Regions from separate parts of the Anser cygnoides genome. Here region 1 is linked to region 2. The links are chromatin contacts, called in public Hi-C maps. All regions are on one chromosome and are shown on one strand. The core of a region is the stretch at or near the end of the contact, and the rest is flanking DNA. Distances in the headings are between cores, read along the strand shown. Region 1 holds the start of LOC106040707 (acyl-coenzyme A thioesterase 5-like). Region 2 holds the start of PSEN1 (presenilin 1).

The links. Hi-C and Micro-C count contacts between places; a contact is called where the count stands out from the background.
Region 1: a Hi-C map of liver shows a contact between it and region 2, with 2.4 times the contacts expected there. The contact joins the promoter of LOC106040707 here to the promoter of PSEN1 in region 2. A contact is called at or near these places in 2 of 7 Hi-C or Micro-C datasets (both in liver).

What each region holds. Positions count from the first base shown.
Region 1 is chr5:31,629,732-31,636,715 of Taihu_goose_T2T_genome, forward strand. It overlaps LOC106040707 (acyl-coenzyme A thioesterase 5-like), which reads left to right and starts at 5,036. Exons shown (of 4, transcript XM_013188782.3): 1 at 5,036-6,146. The coding sequence starts at 5,147. It overlaps LOC136786302 (acyl-coenzyme A thioesterase 1-like), which reads left to right. Exons shown (of 3, transcript XM_066998715.1): 1 at 1-433; 2 at 2,167-2,369; 3 at 3,660-4,360. The coding sequence ends at 4,265.
Region 2 is chr5:31,412,304-31,419,416 of Taihu_goose_T2T_genome, forward strand. PSEN1 (presenilin 1) reads left to right here and starts at 2,884. Exons shown (of 11, transcript XM_066998699.1): 1 at 2,884-3,027; 2 at 5,406-5,549. The coding sequence starts at 5,466. It overlaps RBM25 (RNA binding motif protein 25), which reads left to right. Exons shown (of 18, transcript XM_066998686.1): 18 at 1-49.

The sequences.
Region 1 (6,984 bases), core at 3,786-6,285, 220 kb after region 2:
GCCGCCCGCAGCCTCTTCGACGAGCCGCTGGCCATCGCCGTGCAGGGCCTCGGCCCGCGGCAGCAGGTCACGCTGCGGACATCCTTGCGGGACGAGGCGGGAGAGCTCTTCGAGGCCCACGGCCGGTACCAGGCGGCGGACGACGGGGAGCTGGACCTGGCCCGCTGCCCCGCGCTGCCGGGAGGCAGCTTCAGCGGCCTGGAGCCCATGGGGCTGCTCTGGGCTTTGCAGCCCCGCAAGCCCTTCTGGCGGCTGGTGAAGAAGGACGTGCAGACCCCCTTCCGCCTGCAGCTGGAGGTGTTTGAGGGCCACGGGGACACCCCCGGGCAGCTCCTGGCCCAGGCCGAGCACGAGCGGGTGTTCCTGCGGGACGGGGTGCGCAGGGTGCCGGTGCGCGAGGGGAGGATCCGGGCCACGCTCTTCCTGCCCCCCGGTGAGTACCGGCCCTGCCGGGCTCCTTGCCCCGTGAGTTTATTTTAGTGACTGCTGTTCAGCCCGGGGTCCACGGTTGTTTTCGGCAGGGCTGCTGCTCAGGCAGTCACTTCCCAAGGTGTGGGGTTGCATGTGATTGCTCTGTGCCCAGAGAACACCTTCACCCTTTACCGTGGGTGAAGACTTCATGACCTGTCTGTTAGCCCAGTCTCTAAATTCACCAGAATCCCCCTGGATTGAAGCTCACCCTCAGTGCTCTCTCACATTTACTGCCATCCACAAACTGTCACCGTACTAGTTGTTGATACAGAACCGTAGGTTGCTCAGAGGAAAGCTTGGTTTTGGCCAACAGTTGTATGTGAACACTTGTTTGTTTTCAAATGCCGTGGTGGTGGCGTGTGGTGCCGGCCGGCTCTCAACCTACCTTTCCCCTACCTGGCTGCTCTCCAGGGAACTCAGCTAGTCATTCTCAGGGTTGAACATTGCTGTCCAAAAGCCTCAGGTCCTCACTGTGCTGCTGCCCATCCCAGCCTTTCCCCAAATCCTGAACTCAGTCATTTCAGAGTTGCTGCAGTCCAAGCTGCTTTTTGCTGCCAGATTTGCACCACTTCTCTCCACTTCCAAGCAGGAAGTCAAGTAGAGCATTATACAGGTTTGCCCTTACAGCCTTTCTGTCAGCAAATTATCGAGAGGGTCTCAGAGGTTTCCAGATTGCCTGAAAAATGCTGTGTTGTCCTCCCAGCAACTGTTAAGGCTTATGCTGGTTGTCAGTAGGAAGCCTCATCTCTCACCTTGACTTGGTCAGGTGCTCTTTAGCAGTCACGATACCCCAACACATTCCCATCTTCTCTTCTCCCTGTGACCCAGAGGCTCTCACCAGGTGTGTCTCTGGTTTTATGCTGGAACCCCACAGAGTCAGAGAGCACTTCTACATAGCATGCGCTTTTCCCTCCCCGCCTCCTTCCCTGCCTGCCCTTGGTAGCTCCTCCATGAGAGCAGTGCAATCATACGTGTTGTCCTAGCCAGCATCCCTGATTATGATTGCGTTGTAGCCCTGTGGCTGGTGGTGAGTTTCCAGTTCGTGTTGTTTGTTGCCCAAGTTCTGCGCATTAGTGTGTGGACACCTGAGATTGCCTATATTCAGAGCAGGAATGAAGAATCCTTATGGCCTCCTCCTTTTCATACTTCTTTATCAGTTTGTAGCAGTCCCTCTCAGCTCCGTTCCATCCCTGTCTCCTGATGAGCCTAAGGCAGAGTTTCCCTCATGAGGGTAGCAAGGCCGACTGCAAGTATTTTCTTCCCTTAGTGCCCTGCTTAACCTGCTGTAGTACATTAACACAGGAACTGAGAAGCTCGGAACATCAGAAGATGAGATTTTTGGATCCATCTTTTAAGAAATGCAGTGAGGAGAATCCTCCTGGGTATTTTTGAAGCAGAGCTTGGTATCTTTGCAGGGAGCTTACATTATATAGGGAACTAGATGTGACTGTCAGGGGAGCCCTTCCCTTCCAGCACTGATGTTCACTAAAACGTTAGCAAGACTGCTGTTTTGTGCTGTCTTGTTTAATCTTGAAGCAATTTAGCCATTTACTGAAAATTGGCACAGAATTTAGGATGCTTAGTACCATTCTTGATGGTTTTTTTTTTTTTTTAAAGATACATTCCCTGTCCTATCAATTTGGGATATAAATGAAAAGTGATGGGTTAAGGTATCTGTTTTGTGGTCTGTTGCAGGAAATGGCCCCTTTCCTGGAATTATTGACTTGTATGGAACTGGGGGAGGACTCCCTGAATACAGGGCATGCCTGCTGGCCAACTATGGCTTTGCTGTGCTGGCTCTGGCTTTCTACGGCTATGAAGATCTCCCCAAGGAGATGAAGGAGTTCCACCTGGAGTATTTTGAAGAAGCTGTAAACTACATGTTAAAACACACCCAGGTTGGCTTTTTTATTGACTCTCTCTCACTACTGGTAATTGTCATTAGTTAAGTCCTGTCAGACTGCACACAGGGCAGAAGTGCTCTATTTAAAATAGCATCTCTGTCCACGTTGGCTGTAAATAGTTCCTTTCATATCTTTAACTCCCATTACAGCGATTCTCTGGCAGATTATTCCTGTTCTTCTGAACTGGTCGGGTGACACAATGACATGTGGGTCACATACTGGTAATTTCTGCTTCATTCAGCCCAGTGTTGTAACTAGGGAACCAGGAGCCTTGAGGCTTATCAGGCTTCCAACAGGGCTTTGAGGTTTACGCTCTGTAAAATGTCCTTGAGAACTAAATGTCCGTTTCAGCCTTGGAGCATGTGATACGCCTCTGTGATCCAGGGCTTAAGAAGTCCATAAATACACATTTGTTGCTGTGTATTGTAATAAGCTGTTGTAGTCACTCCAAATGGTGGTATGTGGTGTGTGGCTTTTAGTAGCTGGCTGTGAACTCAGGGATCAGGGTTCCTGAGCTGGCACCTCTTGGAAGAGAGCGAGCTCTGCTTAGGTCTGCATCAAGATGGCACCTCTTGGAAGAGAGCCCTGCTTAGTTCTGCGTCTTCTTCCAAATAGCTGTACACAGCCATGGCTAGAATTGCACAAGGCAGTGTCTTGCCTCACTGGAGAGCTCAAAATAAATACCTTCCTCAGCCTCAGAAAGATGAGTAATTGTTAAAGGCCTTGGTTGCCTTTCAGCTGCCTTAACCCTAACTGCTTTTGCTACTCCTCTGCCCAAAAACTACTTTTTTTTTTTTATCTCCCCCTGGCAACAGTATCTTAGCCTCTCATTAACACCTTCACTGATACCTGCCACCATGTTTTCAACGTTTTGCAAAGTTTGAGCTGTATTTTCTAATTTCCCCCTTTTCTGTGCTTCAAAGACAGTGGGTGTGGAGCCTGTCATGCTGGTGCTAAGGTACAGAAGGTATTAAATTTTAGTGCTGTCTCAGAGCCTTTTTAGCCCAGAGGGTCTTTGGATGTTGGAGCAATTGAGATATTCACTAACCATCTTCCAGTGTCCTCTGTTAGGATGCTGCTGCAGTGTCAGCAGGGCTTGTGGTAATAAATCAAACACAGAGCAGTGCTCCGAGGTCCTTCAGACATGGGCCTTGCACACAGGACCTTAGATGCCTCTATCTGGGGTCCAAATTCAGAACAAAGACTGCTGCGAACATGGCAGCACTTCAAAGAAATAGCAAGCGGTGGTTTATTGATTGTGGTTTCTCGTTCTCTCCCATCCAGGTGAAAGGCCCAGGGGTTGGGCTGCTTGGATTCTCGAAGGGGGGTGACCTGTGCCTCTCCATGGCCTCATTCCTGAAGGGCATCACGGCCACCGCTGTGATCAATGGCTCGGTGGCGAATGTGGGCGCAGTGCTCCGCTACAAGGATATCACCATTCCCCCCCTCGGTGCCGACAGAAAACGCATCAAGATCAACAAGTCTGGGATTGTTGATATTGTCGATGTACTGAACAACCCGTTAGAAGGGCCTGACCGCCAAAGCTTTATCCCTTTGGAGAAGGCCGAGTGTCGCTTTTTGTTCATTGTTGGCCAGGATGATCACAACTGGAAAAGTGAATTCTTTGCAGTTGAGGGGAGCAAACATTTGCAGGCACATGGGAAGGAAAAGCCTGAGATAGTCTGTTATCCTGGAGCAGGGCATTATATCGAACCCCCCTTTTTCCCAATGTGCGCAGCCTCAATGCACCTGCTAGTTGGCAAGCCTGTGATGTGGGGAGGGGAGCCCAAGGCACACTCCGAGGCACAGAAAGGTGCCTGGCAGCAGATCCAAGCCTTCTTCCACAGGCACCTCAATGGCAAGCCATCTGGAACAACAAATAAGCTGTGATGTGAGTTAGGTTACTTTCCAGAGGAAGATGCTGGTGTTTCAGATTTGTTTTGTTATATGGCTCTGAGTGAGAGCAAAAAAACATCAGAAAATAAGCTGTTGAGTTTCTTTGAGGAAGATAGTGAGTGAGAGCCATGAGAGCTGCTTCTTTTCACAGTGTCTTCTAACCTCAGGGATGTCTTGACCTCCTTACTGTACGTGGTATGGGTTTCCAAGCTGTGGAAAAATGATGGTGGCAAGGCTGGGTCTGTTTTGAATATGAGTTTAAGTGGGAGGTAACTAAGCTGAGCTGAGAAATGGGATGAAAATTTACCTTGCAGGGCTTCCTTAGAGGAAGTGTGTTGGATGCCATCGTCCTTACCAGAGATGGTTTCTTGCACTATTCTTTCTAGAAGCAGCTCTTCTTTCTGCCTACCTCCAGTAATCTTCTCTTTCTCCATGTGCACTTCCTTCTATTTTACTGTTCTTTTCTCCTCTCCCACATCACCAAAACGTATGCATCTGCCTTAACACTGTCAATTTTGAGATCTAGTGTTAATATGGTTTTCACTTACAAGTGTGGCAATACTGTGCCAGCATCCTGAAATAACAAATTAACTAATTTATAGATGACAACAGCCCATAGCCTGACAGAATATTCTGGGTATATCCAGTAGAAATGAGAGAACTTCGTGGTTTTGGAACATTCAGAAGCATAAGGGAAAGCAGCAGAACTGGCGTGGACCTGTTGGTGGTGACACCTGGGCCTGCATGTGGTCACCTCAGCAGGGCTGCCTGTCCCTTTGTGCACAGGGCTGTGGGGCTGTGGTAGCGTCTCGGCAAGGCCGTAACGCCCTCCCGCCTTCCCTTGGGTTTTCTCTGAGAAGAGGGGAAGAGCGGGGATGGTGAGTAGCGATCGGCTGCCAGGCACACTCGCCCGGAGGAAGGGAGGCGCTGGTGCCTTCGCACAGGTTGTTACCGGGTCAGCGCCTCACAGCTCCGAGCCGCGCGCGTGTAACGAACGGGCCGCCCCTCGCGGTGCGCACCGGCTGTATTTCTGTCACTCATTAAAGCGAGCCGTGAGCTCGGGCTGCCTCCCTGCCTGCCTCCCTGCCTGCCTCCCTGCCTGCCTGCCTGGCTGCGAGCGGGCAGGGCCGGGGCGGGCTCCGGGCACCCCTCGGGCTCCGCGGGGCGGGCGGCGGGGGCGAGGCGAGGCCGGCCCGGGGGGAGGCCGGCCCCGGGGGGGGGGAGGCCTCAGCTCTCGATTGAGGCTGCCTGGCGGGGGCGGCGGCCGCCCGGCCGTTATTGCCGTTGGCGCAGCGGCCCTCGGCCCAGCCGCCGCCGCCGTCATGTGGAGAGCGGCGGCCGCCGCCTCGGCCCCGCTGCGGGCCCTGTGCCGCGCCCCGCCGCCGCCCCCCGCGCCCCGCCGCCGGGCCGTGAGCGTGGCCGTGACCCCCGCCGCCGGGCTGGCGGACGAGCGGGTGGACACCCGCGTGGCGGGGCTGGCCCCGGGGCAGCCGGTGACCCTGCGGGCCGTGGTGGCGGACGAGCGCGGCTGCCTCTTCCAGTCGTGCGCGCACTACCGGGCGGACGGCCGCGGGCAGCTGCACCTGGGCACGGACGCCTCGCACGGCGGGGACTACACGGGCGTGGAGCCCATGGGGCTCTTCTGGAGCCTCGCCCCCGCCGGCATGGAGAGGCCGTACCAGCGGCTCGTCCCCCGCAGCACCGGCACGCCGATGAAGGTGGAGATGCTGGTCCACCAGGGCCACAGCCAGCCCGGCGCCATCCACGGGCCGGTGATGGCCAAGGCCGAGGTGGAGCGGTGGTTCACGGCCCCCGGCGTGCGGAGGATCCGGCTGAAGGAGGGAGGCGTGAGGGGCTCCCTCTTCCTGCCGCCGGGTGAGTGCTCCTCGGGACCCCGCGGCTTGCCCGGCCGGGCCCAGGCAAATCCCCGTCCCGGAGCGGGGCCGAACGGGCCTCGTGGCTCTTCCCCGAGATCTCCCGGGGACGCGACGGCGTCTGGGGGCTCTGCGCCGTCCTCCCGGCAGGCCAGGCTCGGGCAGGTGGCTGTCATGGGGCAGAAAGCGAAATGGGAACAGTGCTTGTAGGGTTTGGCACGCTGCCGCTCGCAGTCAAGGGTTTGCACTACGTTCCATGTTTGTTCCGAACTACAGAATGCATAATACTCAGAAAAGCTGATAGGCTTCACCTTGTGAGCCTCTGGTAAATCTCCCACTGCTTTCACCCTGAGTGGCATCTAATTTAAAAGCCCTTTTTCCTCCCTGAGAAACACATACATGCCAATGAGCAGAGCAGCAGGGCAGATTCTGGGAAATAGAAGTATTCCACCTCTGCTACGCCAGAGCCGAAGCCAAGTTAATAGTTTAATTAGTTCATTTGTTCTGTGGTACAAATGCAAAACAGACTTCTGGACGAGTTCTACCTGTTCTGCTTGTGGGATGGCTGTGTTTTATGAGGTGTGATATTCCAATGGCCTGCTACTGTTGCTGGAAAATGAAACCTTACACTGATGACAGCGTTTGAACACTTGAGCCATGATTTAAACTTCCGTATTCTCCTTGGTGTTGTTCTACTACAACTGCAGTCCGTATTGTCTCTAACTTATAATACATTAGTTCTCCAAATCCTGCAAGTACCACTACAATTATTAGGGATTTAAATCTTCTCAGTGAATGATTTCCAAACCAATAATCTTTTTTTATCCATTTAGATACAG
Region 2 (7,113 bases), core at 1,634-4,133:
TCCACCATGTAAATATTTCAGATATTAAAAATGTATATATTTGATTTAAGGACTGACATTTTTTTGAGTCTTGTGCAGTGCAACATGCAATTTTAATGTTTGCTTTCTGAATCCAATGAATCAAGAAGTGTTCACAAATTAGGGGTGTTTCTTTTAAACTTGGCACTTCAGGTCACTAGAAGCCTGCAAATACAGATGTGATCCCAGTGTGTTCTTTCTCATCCCTGCAACAGAATGCTCTTTACCTTGAAGTCTAATGCTTGGATGTTACCTTTATGTTATGCTTAAGTTTGCATGAAGCTTACACACATGCTGCAATCTTCCTTTTTTTTTTTGCTGCAACTTCCCCATTCTCTCCATAGTTTTGGATCAGTATTTGCCAAAAAACATGCCAAATTCTAAAGTAGTTCAAAATTTGTTCTGTTTTTAGTACACATAGAGAAGAGGTGAACTTCATGGGTGCTTTTTGTTCTAATACAGCATTCTCTGTCATAATTAGTATTTAAACAGGCAAAAGACAGCAGATGCCTTGTAATGCTACTGTGAGACAGGTTGCCTGATGTGCTTGTTGAGATTCTTCAGGGAAAGATCAAGTTATGAAACTTCAGCTTATTTTCTTTTGCCCTACATTAAAGCTGTATTTCTATCTTCTACTTTTATTTATGAACTGGACATAAGCTTGTAATCTTCTTAAGGAGACCAAAGGAGGAATCTCTGAGGAAGACATCTAAAACTTAAACTGGAATGTTAAATGTTCTGTTGCAACATACTAAAAAATTAATTTTATAGAAGTTGAGGCTTTCATCTGTAATGGAAGGAAGAAGGAACGGTCACTACACTGTATGGTTTTTGCAAGTACTTCAACAAGGTTTTCCTCTTTTCTAATGCAAGCTGTTGCTTTAAAAAATCACCTCTGGTGTCACCTATTACTCAAATTAGTGTTACTGCTTCCCATTGATAACAATATATTGTGTGTGTGTGATGCTGCAGGGTAGATCACAAATCTGCATACTGCTGAGAGGTTCTTCAAGTAACTTCCCTTTAAGTATTTTTTCTTTCAACACACAGGAACAGAATTATTTCAAGATTAAGTTGCAAAAAAAAAATCAGGAGAAGACTCTAAATTACAACACTTTACTGCCTGAATACGCAATTTAGTATTGCTAGTATGTTAATGCACAGAATAATAGTGGTATAGTGAAAACAAGCCATTTGGAAATTATGTGTATTCAGTGCAATATGCCACAATGGATTCATTGCATGATAGAAATTAAGTACCTCAAAACTTAATGTATAGAGGGGGAAAATAGCAGTTTCCACAACAGAACTAGATATGCTGGTCATTGATCTGGACTTCATCGTGGAGCTGGGCTTGGGGTTTATACTGTAACTGAAGTTGTATCATAATCACGCTGTGCAACTGCCCTTCTGCGTACTACATATTCTAAGCAATGGTATGTCATTAAAGTACTGTTTCCATTAGCATGCACTGAAATGAAGAAACCTTGTTCAAGAAACATTAATTACCGAGAATGATATATTTTTATATTACTGCTGTTGTTTTCAGACTTTTTTTTTTGTTCCTAGAATATTTAACATGTTCATATAGTCTTTTTACATTTCTAATTTAGGGCTTCCTGTCTTCTCTCTGAACACGAGCCTGCACTAAAAATCATCTAGCTAGACCATTGTGGCTCTAAATGTGGACAGGGGGAAGGCCCCAAACTGTAAGTTTAGTTTCCCATTTAATTTCTATTTCTCACTACTAGCACTTTCCCATTACTAAGAGAGAGAAGAATTGGATTTATTTTTTGTATGCCTTTATTAAATGGAGTTGCTAGATAGCTGCTTACAGGAGCATAGCTTGCTTGTAGGTGGATACACTTACAATCGGAAGCTCTTGGCTTACACTGGGGTCACACTTCTCAATATTCTATATATTTTCTTATGCAGGAGCATAGTATGTCATACATGCAAACTTACAAATTAGTATGTAGTCATGTAGCATAACCAATGTAAGGTGTTGGTAATAGGCATTTCATCTTAGGTCTAAACAATATTAATAACAGAGACAGTTGAATGCCCATGATATTTTTGTTGAAGTTCTATTCAGTATTCAGTTAAGGGATAGTATTGCACAATTCTAATGTGCAATACTTTTGCCACCTCATTTTCCTGTAGATCTTCCCAGAATGTGGTTGAATAATAAAATACAGCAGTTTTAAACGTGCACAATTCACCATGGTCTCTCCATAGCCGTTACTCTTTTACATTTGTAGTGATTATGCAGACCATAGCATTTCCTGTATGTGTTCGTCACTCGGTGAGGTTATGTGTATACAAAAATGAGGTGTGGATTACTTGTCAAATTCCAGGGATAGCAAGGTAAGTTTCAAGGTTGGAAATGTCTGTTTCTTCCACGAGTGAGTCACAGCTCTACTGCTGCCTTTGTGGAAAAGATGCCATGTAGCTTAAACAAACGAAATAAACTAGTGTTTGTATTTTGAGGTACAAAGTACATTTTTTTTCATAACGCTTTTAGTGTGGGATCATACTGAAACAGCCTCCCTCGTTTATGACTTGACTGGGTGCTTGGGGGGGGGGGGGGGGATTCTCCCTTGAAACCCCCGTTTACTTGCATCCCGTGATCACGACGGCCAAGCTTGCACTGGGCAATCAAGCTGTGCTGTAGCCTCCTCGAAGAGGAATTAATGCGCGGACGCACCCTGCGCGCCGTGAGGTAAACAAGCCCAGCCGGAGGGGCAGGACCGCCAGCCATAGCTGCTGCCGCCCGGGGCCCGGCGGGCTCGGCCCGAACTCCCCTCAGCGTCCAGGCGCGGTCGCGGCGCGAGGCCGCCCCTCAACCGGCGGCTCCCCCCGCTGCGGGCGGGCCGCGGCGCTGCGGCCCTGGGGCGGCGGACGTGAGGTGGCGGCGAAAGGCGGCGCCTGGGCCGGAAGCGAGCGGGGCCGGGCTGCGGGGCGGCGAGGAGCCGGTGGCGGGGCCCGCGGGGGAGCGGCGCCCTCCAGGTGCGGCCGGCGGCGGGGACGGGGTCGGGGCAGCGGCGTGAGGCGGGAGGGGAGCGGGGCGGCTGCCGGGGCTCGCGCACGTCGGGGGCCGTTGGGCCGGGGCCGGCTCGGGAGGCCCCTCACGGCCGCCTGTTGCGTGCTGGGAGGCGAGAAGGGGGGCGGCGGCCCCCGAGCGGTTGGCGGCGGGTGCTGCCCCTGCGCCGGCTTGAGGGGCCGGGGGGCTGCCGGCCGCTGGGGGTGATGAGCACTGGGAAACCGCGGCGCTGGGAAGGGGAAGGGAAGCGAGAAGGAACTTCTTTAGGCAGGCTGGTTTTAAATCACAGCTTCGTTAGAGAATTAAATGTTTTCGAGAGTCTCTTCTGAGGTAAAGGTGGTTAAAAACTCGATTTGCTCCTGCTTACGCGCAGCTTGTTTGTAGGTTTTGTTCGTTCGTAGTTAAATTTCAAACTTGGGGGCATTAATTCATTAAAAAAAAAAAAAAGTGTTTGAAGATGTCCTGAATGCAATTTCTGAGTTCTTGAGTTTTAAGAAGGGATCATTTTAGCATACTATAGTTTTTGACATCTCTAAGACACTGCTATTGAAGCTGCAGTGTTCCTGTCGTGTCAGTTACCTCAGGCACTCCTCACTTTCTCTCAGCCCCTCAGTTCCTGGTTTCGTTGGATGGGTTTGTGGTGGTTTTCTTTACCAGCCTTTAAGCAGGATCCTGTGGTGGCATTTCTTGTTGTTGTTTTCTTTTTCGATTTTTTTTTGCCCAGTTTATTTAGGATTTTGATATGATGCTGTGGGGAAGTCTCATTTTGCTAATCCACATTTGGATAAAAAATACTTGAACTTTTTTCTCTGTAGCTGCCCTGTCACTGAGGGTTTTCACAGATGGCAGACTTAAAGCAGCATCGTGTATGTTCTGTAGTCCAACTAAAGAATTAGAGCAAAAACTTTAAAATAAGAGCAACGTAATATCTATTTATTTTCTTTTAGTCTTACATTTCATTATGTTTTAAACTAGACGCTCTGTTTTTAATTAGAAGCACAGAAGAGAGCCATTCTCCTAGCGAATGCTATGTTGCCTTTCCAGACCGGTAGGATGCTCCCACTAGACCTGTTAAATTGGTGTTGCCTCCTAATGGCCCTTCAGCGTAAGCTGCATCCCTGCAGAAGTTAGTAAGCACTGCAAACTAATCTTGTAAGAGACTTACTTATTTGTCAGTGAAGAAACAGCTTCTGCATCTTTGTATGTATGAAACTGAGCTTACCTCCTGTTTTAAGTAAGATGCTGTCTCGTGGCTTGTTGCTGTCAAAAGTGAGAGGCCTTGCTTTGTGCAGTGTCTGCATGTCCTTCATTAATATGTTTTTTTAGATCCCTCCAAACACTGGTTGAATGTACAACAGCACAAGAAGATTGTGTTCTTTTCCTGGGTTTGCTTTCTTCCATTTTATTGAGTTAAACGTACTGCAGAGAGGACTGATGAGTGCTGGAGTTGGCACAAGGTAGGAGCAGGAGCATCTTGGCGTGGAAGTGGGGACTGGCACTTCCCTCTTAGCAGCAGTGGCTGTTAATTCAGCTCGCTGCGTTTTGTGCAACCAAGCCAGTGATTTATGCAGGTCTACTCATTGTTTCTTTAAACTACTTTTTTTTTCTGAAACCCACGCTTACATCACTCTTCTTCCTTTTTCTCCTATAATTGTTTATTCTCCTTTGTTACAGAGCAGCTGCTTAGTTCTGGTTTATTCACGTTTGCTTAGGAAAATATTAGTAAGCAACTTTTTTGTGTAAGGACACTTGAAGCTATTAAAGCATAAGGAATTTTAGGTACATTTAGCTCATACATAAAACCTACTGCTAGGGGAATGCATATTAGTTCTTGAGGCTCAGCTGAAATACTGTTTTGTATAGCTCTAGGTCCCTTTTTGGGTATTACAGCGGTAAGCATATGTCATGTCCAGATTTTAAACAATGAAGTGTAACTTTATCATCCTTGCTTGAAGATTGCGCTTGTTCATCCAAAAATAAACGACTTGGAGGAATTGGACTCTGAGATAAAGACATACAAAGTGTGCTCTGAGCAAGTGCACAGTACTTCTCATTTATTGCACAAGACGGAATGGAGAACTGTTTGAATCTTTGGTTTGTTGCTGACTGACTTCCGTGGTTGATGAACTATTTTGATAACACCCAGACACTCTTATTTTTGTGCTGGAAAATCCCTGTTATGACCTCTCAGTAAACACGTGATACAGTTTGGTATCCTTGTGAAGAGAGAAAATGGTTATCTTTGGTTATCTATCTGTGTGAACTCTAAGAATTTGGGTAGGGAGGGGGTAGTGAATTTGCTCATAAAAGAAAAAAGACTATTCACACATATTTTTCCTTCCAGCATCTCAAGAGGAAAGATCCATTTTGTGTAGAAACAAGTGATTTCCAGAGGACAGCCTCAATGACAGAACTGTCTGCACATTTACCCCAGTTTCAGCATGGGCAGCTGACAGAAAACTTCCCTGATAACCACCTCAGCAACACCGTATGTAATAAACAATTTTCTTACCCGATAGCAGTTAAATTGGGATGAATAACCAGCGTGGATGAAAATACACTTCAGAACTATAGAAATCTGTTCGGGAGTAGATTTCTCCATCTGACTGTTGTGATAAGCAGTGCTGAAAGAAATACTCTGTAAATTATCTAAATTCCTAAACTCATTTTTATATATGGGTAGACTTCTCCCTGTTTAAAGGGATGCTGGAGTGACTAGGCCCTCTAGAAAAAAATAAAAAAAATAAAAAAAATGAGGGGGGATATTCCCATAACAAACTTTGATTTCCAGGTGATTTTTTGAACTCCAGCCCTGGTCTGCTTGATTCAGGGGGTTCAGTCATGGAGTTAATTTTAGTCTAGGTAGAGCTTGGGTTTTGTCATTGTTGTTACCAGCGTACTACTCCTGTGCAGAAGGAGCAGCACTGTCTTGTCCTAATTTTGAATAATTGTCGGGGTGTTCACAGAGTTCTTGAGGTTTGCGGTGGGGGGAAAAAACCCAAACCCTAAATCATTCCTTAGAAAGAGGTAATTGTGTAATTATTGCTAATACTATGCTTATTTTAGCGCTTGTGTTTTGATAAAACCAAGTTTAGTTGGTCTACTTGGGTGTGGTGCTCAGGCTCTTGGATTTGTCATGCCCAGTTCTTTGTTCCTGTAATAACTGTTGAGTATCAGGTTTCCTTATGACATAGAAATGCTCCTGGGAGATTGAGCCACTAGTAGCTGTGTTTATAGCAGTGATTGAAGACAATGTTTTGATCTCTGTTCTAATTCCACTATGCAATCCAACAGGTTAAATAGAATTTTGAAAAATTCTTGTATTTATCTCAGGTCAACGTTCTGCTAAAAAGCAAAAATACAGAACATTTGAAAATTATCTTTGGAATTTAGAAGTTAGACTGATTTAAGACCTTACTGATTATAGAAACTGTTGCTAAAAATAAAAAAAAAAAAGTGGAAACTTTCCTGCTGCGTACTTTATGCTTTTACTTCAGAGGGAATGAAAAAAGTTTCATCTTGGACAGGTGGGAGCTTAACCTTTATTGAACGCTTCTGCCGGATTAAAAAGGCAGAGCTCTATGATTAGCTCTGGGCTCACTGTCCTTGCAGAAAGCTTACCGGTGCTACTTCCCAGCAATGGGGGACAGACTGTTTTATTTACTTCTCACTGACAGACTGTTCTACTGCTTTTTCTTTCAAGTGTAATTCTAGGGGTAGCTTCAGTACTTAGGTGTAGTGATTCTTCTCCCCTACGTATGTCCGCTGTTTTTGAACAGAGGTATGAAGATTCTTTCCTGCATAGGTAATACCTAGCTTCTGTCAGCTAGCATTCAGCATGAGAAATCACTAATCACTAGCGTGGTTTGCAGTCTCTTCTGGTTACATAGCAAGAGTTCAGCCCAGTCTTCAGTGCCCTGTCACTGTATAACAACCTTTAAACATAAATGGTGTATGTGAGAACTGACAAAGAAGCCTATGCCCACTGTCAGGGTCCGCTAATAATACATCAATTTGTATTCAATAGGTAAAAATATTTTATCAAATGTGCT